2 separate regions of the Sus scrofa genome follow, and region 2 is linked to region 1. Evidence: chromatin contacts called from public HiChIP or PLAC-seq data. All regions are on one chromosome and are shown on one strand. Each heading gives the region's core, a stretch centred on a gene start, on an enhancer-like site or on the middle of the called end of the contact. The rest is flanking DNA. Distances are from core to core; before and after follow the strand shown. Region 1 holds the start of UBE2N (ubiquitin-conjugating enzyme E2 N). Region 2 holds the start of EEA1 (early endosome antigen 1).

Region 1 (3,739 bases), core at 1,002-3,501:
CAGGGAAAGTCTCATTTGGAGAGGAACAAACAGCCCATATCAACTTGCCAGCTATGTGAGCCGTCTTGGAAGTGGTTCTGTCCCAATCAAGCTGTGCAGGCTGACACAGCATGGAGCTGAGATGTGCCTTCCCTGCGAAGCCATGTCCAAATTGCAGATTCAAGAGCTAAATAAATGATTATTGTTCTTTTAAGCACTAAGTTGGAGCTGAACTGATATGCATTAGATTACTGGATTAATACCCTTCTAACCTCATATTCACTCTGCCTTTTCTTCCTATCAGGGTAAGTTCTGGGGCCTCTGTGAAATATTCTGAAAGTATCCTTGTCCAATGTCATATACTTTCCCAGATTTTTCTAATTACAATACTACTCATTTTAGACTTCTGGTTATTTGAAGTTATCATTATCGCCTCTGAAGCTTGGCGTCTCATCTAAAAAGCAATGCTAATAAGAGAGCCTAGGAGTTCCTGCTGTGGTGCAGCATAAATGAACCTGACTAGTATCCATGAGGATGTGGGTTCCACTCCTGGTCTCGCCAAGTGGCTCGGCTATCTGGCTTTGCTGTGAGCTGTGGTGTAGGTCACAGGCATGGCTCACTTCCTGCTCTGCTGTGGTGCAGGCTGGCTGCTCTAGCTCCGATGGGACCCCTAGCCTGGGAACTTCCATATGCGGCCCTAAAAAGAAAAAAAAAAAAAAAAGAGAGAGATCCTACCTTATATACTGTATCATTAAATGAAGTAATCCGTGAAATTATTTAGCATTGTGCTAATGATAGTGTTTTCTCTTATCAAATTTTTTAAGGTTTCTTGCATTCATATTCCTCATTTTTTTTTGTCTTTTTGTCTTTTCTACAGCCGCACTCACAGCACATGGAAATTCCCAGGCTAGGGGGCTAATCAGAGCTGTAGCTACCAGCCTACACCACAGCCACAGCAACATGGGATCCAAGCCATGTCTGAGAGCTACACCACAGCTCATGGCAATGCTGGATCCTCAACCCACTGAGTGAGGCCAGGGATCAAACCCACAACCTCATGGTTCCTAGTCTGATTCATTAACCACTGAGCCACGATGGGAATTCCCCCATTTCTTTAATGCATTTTTTTTTTTCCCCGTTATAGCTCAATGCCATTTCACAGGCTTTTTTCTAGGCCTGGCATGCTCTTCCCTACCAGGTCAGTTAGATTCTTACTCATCCTTTAGGATGCCACTTCTTCGAGAAGCCTTCTCTGAATTCTTAAGCAATTAATGCCTGAGTGTTCAAATAGCACCTTGGAGGAACCTCTATTATGGCCCTTAACACATTGGATTGTAATTCCTGTTAACTTTCCTCTCTTCTCTGCTGGACTCTGAGTTCCTGGAAGGAGGGTCGGCCTCTCTGTATTCTCATCCATTAACATAGCACCTGGCACACCTTTATTCACCACTATCTACTGTCTGTACTCCTGTGCTAGGAAACGTCGTGGCTAAGTAGTTAATGGGTGCATGTTTTGGCAGATCTGCCTGGAAAGAAAACAGCTCACTTCCCGCACAACCTTGGAAAAAGTGACCGTCTCCATTTGTAAAGTGGAGGAAAAACCTTGAGGTTGCTATGACGATAGAGTAAAATAATACCCTCCAAAGCCCATCGCAAAACAACCAATCAATCATTAGGATGCTATGAAATGCTTTCCCAATATTCCCATTTTGGGGCACCCTCACTCTAATCCTCCTTTGGTCCCCCCCGCCCCTGCGCTCTAAAGGTAATCCCTCTTTTAGGGATTACACTAGGTTCTCTAATCCTCTTCTTGGTCATTCCTCTACCTAGCCACACTGCAACTCAACCATGAGGTCCTGGCGTTCAGAATCCATTCTTATGCCCTGCCCTCAACCTTCTCCGAGCCCCTTTCTTTTAGCTTTCCCAGGTCTGAGGAATGTGCCAGAGAGCCTCGATTTATGCAAAAGTTAAACAACAGAATTCTGACTGTGTTTTTCTGGTTAACTATTGAGACCCACAGTTGGGAAATTTGCAGCCGAATTTCGGTCTTCTCTCTTTGAGGAAGGAACCCGCGGATCAACTTGACCTCTGATTCTTGGCAGCAGCAGCCCCGACTGCGCAGTAACGTTGAATGAACGAACGAATGAATGGATGAATGGGCTACGTCTGCGCAGAGCCTCTGTTACGTCGCCCACTGGTGCGGGCGTGGCCGCGGATAAGAGGCCTGCTGGGCGCCGGCCACCCAGTCCCAGTCGCACGCGGCAGCATCGGCCACGAGCGCCAGAGCTCCGCACCGCCCGCGCCGCCTCCCCCACGTCCCTGCCCCTACGCGGCGCGTCACTTCCGCCACCCCCAGGCCGGGGCTGGGGCGGGGAACGCGGGGGAGGGGGCCGGAGCCGAGGGAAGCCCGCCCGCGCCCGCGCCCGAGCAGGGACTACATTTCCCGAGGGGCCTCGGCGGCGGCGGCGGCGGCGGGCGCGGCAACGTCCCCCGGAAGTGGAGCCCGGGACTTCCACTCGTGCGTGAGGCGAGCGGAGCCGGAGACAAGACCAGAGGCCGTACTCGGGATTTGACAAGATGGCCGGGCTGCCCCGCAGGATTATCAAGGTAACCGCCCGGGCTGGCCTCCGGCTGCCTGCTTTGCTCTTGTGCGCTCAGCGGACAGGACAGCATCGCCCCTCGCTCCCTCTGGCCTGCAGTCCGCGCTGGAAGGCCCGAGGCAGAGCGGAGAGGGTCCGGCCGCAGCGGCGAGGGAAGTCGGGCGCTGGGGAGGGGGCGCCGGGGAGACTTCCGGCCGCAGTGGGGCACTCCGGCGGCGGGGATCGGGGGCTGCTAGGCGGCCGTCGGCCGAGCGGGGCAGGCCTGGCCTGCGCCCTGGCGGAGGGTGGGGCCGCGGGGTTGCGGTGTTCTGGGCTCGCGCCGCCGCGGGCCTCCGCGATCTCTCAGACCACCCGAGAGCGAAGACCGCGGGCGCGCGGGAATCGCGGCGGGGCGACTCTGGGTGGGGGTTGTGGCTGGACTCGGCCTCGTATCCCCGTCTCGGCCCGGGCGGGAGGGCGGGGTGCGGCAGCCCCAGGTTCAGAATGAATGAACCGGGAGGGTGAGGCCGGGCGGGGCCCTGTTCCCCGGGAGGCGGCTCCGGGAGGGCCGCGCGTCCTGCGGCCGCCGGCACATGCTCGCCCCCGGCCGCCGGGGTCAGGGGACCTGGGGGATCCGCGCCCTGCCGCCTTCGCTTCCGCGAGCTTCTCTTCTTTAAATGCATTTCCGTTCGTTATCTCCGCGAAGTGATTTTACTCTGGTTGGCAAACTCTTTCGGAGCGTTTTCTTTTCAGAGGAAATAGTTTAACACAAGAGCAGGCCGGGGTTGGGGGGTGGATTGCGGCACAGGTATGGGGGCCCTCTTGAAATTTTTTACCTCTCGATTTTGTACGCTTTATTAAACCGTTCTTCGGCTGTTCCTGAATATATACTTTGACAAGTACGAGTGGAACCATGAGAAATTCGATATCTTGCTTTTGTAAATTGTTTAACAAATTCTTTTTCATCAAGTCCTCAGATGCGAAATGTTACTTGCAATCCACAAAGCCAAAAAAAAAAAACAACAAAAAACAAAACACCTTGAGATTTTCGGTTAGTGTTAGTGAAGGAAATTAGTTGAACTTCTGTATTGCTTAATATGCGAGTTAAAGTTCCTAAATTGCAGCATCATTTTGCTTGCCATAACCTGGTAAGCGTGTATTTAATCTAGTTTATCCTTGAC
Region 2 (3,807 bases), core at 618-3,117, 460 kb after region 1:
TTCATTAGCATACAAAAAGACACTCATCACTCTGGGATTCCAAGGGTCTTAGAAGTTCTGGTATGGGGAGCCAGGGTCAAGGGTCAAACATTACAACAAAAGATGCTCTTATCACCTTATCCATCATGTTATTACTTGGGAGCAGAGACCACATATGTATTATACCACAGTTTTATCCCCCTATGTCGGTGAAAATATTTCCCATATTTTCTAAAATAAAGTGCCTGTGTCTGGAAAGATGGAAGAGTGTGCTTTGCTATGTTTGTCTGGAAGTATTTAAGTGCACTATCATCAATAGTGATTAATAATGTATTAGTTGTAGGCACGACTGTTTGCTGCACTATAGGCGCAGACACATCCACATTAAAATACAGACATGTCTGGGATAGAAACAACATATTACATGATATAATGCTTTATTTACACTTTATAAAACACTTTTACCTTAACTAATTTGAAAATATTTGCTGCATCTTTTCAAAAGACCTGGAAGTATTTTCTAATAAGCACTCCATTCATTGCTTGGTAGACTTCATTACCCCCCTCCCCCAATTCAAGCAGGGTTAGTTGCATTTTTCTCCCCTTCTTCTTCCCTATGTAAACAATGTTAAAGTCTTCTCCCCTGCTCCCCCCTCCAGGGTAAAAGCCAAATCTCTCAACTTGTGAAAGCTGAGAGCAACTTGGCAAAATGATATGATTCTGCAGCTGTGACTTTTTTTTTTTTTGTTTTGGGCAGCTGTGACTTTTGACTTCAAATAATGACATGGTGCCTGGAAGTCAGTTCTAAGTCCATTTCCCAGTCCACATCCTTGTTTTGGCACACTGTTTATCTGTGACCTCATTTTGTTTTTTTTGTAGGGCCAAACCTGCAGCATATGGAGGTTCCCAGGCTAGGGGTCGAATCAGAGCTGCAGTCCGACGATCCCAGCTGCATCTGCGACCTACACCACAGCTTAGGGCTACACCAGATCCTTAGCCCACTGAGCGAGGCCAGGGATGGAACCTGCATGCTCATGGATGCTAGTCAGATTGGTTTTTGCGGAGCCACGAAGGGAAAACGTCATTATTTTTTTCTTAATCTATGAAACAGACGCATTAATGTCGATTCACTTCATACATTCGTTATCAGAAGAGGATTTAAAATTCCTTAGGAGAATGAGCCAAGCATGGGCTTTAGTGGGTGCAACATGTTAGCGTCATCAGTCCATTAAATATTGTTGCTATAGTCCAAAGGACAACGCCAAACTTTTTTTTTTCCCTATCAATTCAAATTGCAGTTTCTTTCTATACTTTCTTCCGATTCTTTACTTTTCCTTTGGCTGAAATGAGAAGCAGGAAGGGAGGAGGGAAAGGAGCCAGGGGTTGGACCAGAGGAGGGAAGCCCAACAGACCGGTTAATCGTGTCTGAGTCTCTCCTTTGCTTGCACTCTGAGACTAAGCTTCCTGCAGAAATGGGAGTCCAGTTGAGCAACGGTCAAGGCCAGGGTCACACCGACAGATTTTACAGAGCAGTCTGAGGTGCCATAGCAGGTACCTGCCTCGAGAGCCCGCCTTCCTTCGCGGCCAAGGACCACCCCCCAAGCCCCAAGGTCCCCAAGTCCCCAGGTCCCCAAGTCCCCTCCGCGGGTGCCGGGTCTACGCGCGAGCGCCTCTGACGGAGCGCGGGTGTGCGCTCAGCGGCCGGAAGGAGCGGCAGTGCCAGCGTCCTGCCTCCTGTCCGTCACGCAATGGCCCACGCCGCCGCCCTTTCCGATTGGTCGCCGGCCCAGGCCAGGCCCCTTCCAGCCCCGCCTCCCGCGGATGGACAGGCCGAGAGGGCGGGGCGGCGCGGGCGGGTCCGCCCAGCTGTCAGTTACGGGGGCGGCCCGGCGGGCGGGCGCTCGCTGGCTATCTCGTCCCCGGCTCGCGCGCGCTCCCTCTCACCGCCTGTGGGGAAGTCGGGGCCGCCCTAGCGGCTGCCGCCACCGCCTCGCCCCGACCTCCTCCCAGGTTCCCTTCTGGCTCAGTCCCTACCGCCCGCGCACCCCCGAGTAGTGAGTGACCCCGAGGAGGGTCCGGAGAGTCACCGCGGCAGCGCCGGGGGGTGTTTAAACCATGTTAAGGAGGATTTTGCAGAGGGTAAGAGAGTGAAACCGTCTTTCCAGGAGCACGTGAGCGGGAGCCCGAGTCCGAGGCCGCGGAAGCCGCCGCCGCGCTGAGGAGCCGAGGCGGCGGCGCTGGCGTCCCTCCTCAGTGCGGGCGCCTCCCTGCTTTAGGCCCCGCAGCCCGGGCGCTGATTAGGCCTCGGTCCTCTGCTCCCGGGGCGGGCGTGGGGGCAGGGAGGGCGGGCGCGGCGGCAGGCCGGGGCCGGGCGCCCGGTCTGCCGCGGCCCCGCGCGCCCAGGCCCGGGCCCCGCTCCCGCACGGGCTGTCAGTGCGAGCGGGCGGCGGGGCGGGAGGGTGTGGTGCCGGCGCGTTCCTTCCAGATCCTGGAATGGCAGTGAACACGGAGAGTTGGTGCCGCCGGGGCCGGCCGGCCGCCCGCCGGGCTGGAGGACGCCCCGTGGGAGCCCGCGGGAGGCGAGTTCGGCGGGTCCCCCGGCCGCCCTGCCCAGCGGGCCCCCCAACTTTACGCGACCCGCAGCTGCCACGCTCGGCGTCGCGGTCTGCTCTGGGCAGCCCTGCGTGGTAACGTGGTGAAAGCTGGCCTAGCCTCGGCCCAGTCGCGGTACCGACACGTCCCTGGCAGAGTCAGCCTCGAAGGAAGATATTACTCACTGTTGCAAACTTTTCCCCTCCCCAGTTAAAAATGCGTTTCCCCCTCCCAGCCCAGTAGCTTTTTGGAGCCGTCGGAGACTAAATCCCCCGTAAGCTCTAGCCCCGGGTATGCACTTAACTCCTTTATTTTCTGCCAGTGCTATCTTTATTTACAATCTGGAAAAAAACCTTGATATATAAAGATGAGCGCATTGGCGATATGTAGATGTTGTGTTTAGGAGTCAGTTCCTGGAATAGCAATTGAGATCTTTTCTATAAGATTTACTGTACTCAAGTTTTTGTTTTGGACAACTTCTATATTTCTTTTTGGGACCGATAGGGTGCAAAATGTAAATGATTGAAAAGCTGGTGCCAGATTCGTTAGTTGGTTATTGAGGGAGTAGGATAACTAGTTCAAAGGACAAAAGGAATTAGTGAACTTGTAGTATTCAGTCAAGGAATGTACCAAAGAGAGTTGAGTCATTCACTGCTTAGAAAGGGAGTGAGTGTCCTTGCGGCTGCATAGCTTTGTGAAGTATTCCAGTCATGTGAAACTTGGTCATATATCAGGGCGAGAAATAGCTAACTTTTGCATCTGCCACCCTGTATTGACGTTGGATGTTTTGCAGTGTTTTGCCAGAGTTTTTCGAAATCTTGATAAGCACCTATTTTGGCTGTAGCAAGGGCAGTGCCCTTTGGCCATCAGTTCTGTGCTCAACATCAAAGACATCTGTGCATGATTTACTTGCAGTACTTAGAGATTTTTCTTTTATCAGACGTGTAGGAACTGATTGATTACTTCATGTCTCAGATTGTGTTTCTGTTACATCATTCCATAGCCGAAAATGAGTCGTCTGTGATTTGCAATAAAGTTTATAAATAAAACAGTGTTAACTGACCTAAGAGTAGCTTCTGGTAGTTATAGATTAGTTTTCAGAAATATGAGATGCTTTCCAGTACTCTTGGTTTAATGTTCTTAAACATTACAGTTATATAAAGATCATTTTTAGTGTTGGTGTGTACAGGTAAATGGCTGCAGAAGCTTCAGTTGAAACTAAAAAATGGAATTTAT

Evidence for each region. HiChIP or PLAC-seq counts read pairs in DNA pulled down with a chosen protein or histone mark.
Region 2: a contact with region 1 is called in an H3K27ac HiChIP or PLAC-seq map of alveolar macrophages. The contact joins the promoter of EEA1 here to the promoter of UBE2N in region 1. A contact is called at or near these places in 2 of 5 promoter capture datasets (fetal skeletal muscle and liver), 2 of 47 Hi-C or Micro-C datasets (embryonic fibroblasts and heart right ventricle) and 2 of 2 datasets of contacts at active chromatin or transcription factors (alveolar macrophages and skeletal muscle).

What each region holds. Positions count from the first base shown.
Region 1 is chr5:89,671,055-89,674,793 of Sscrofa11.1, forward strand. It overlaps UBE2N (ubiquitin-conjugating enzyme E2 N), which reads left to right and starts at 2,252. Exons shown (of 5, transcript XM_005664262.3): 1 at 2,252-2,586. The coding sequence starts at 2,557.
Region 2 is chr5:90,129,840-90,133,646 of Sscrofa11.1, forward strand. EEA1 (early endosome antigen 1) reads left to right here and starts at 1,868. Exons shown (of 33, transcript XM_021091260.1): 1 at 1,868-2,118. The coding sequence starts at 2,095.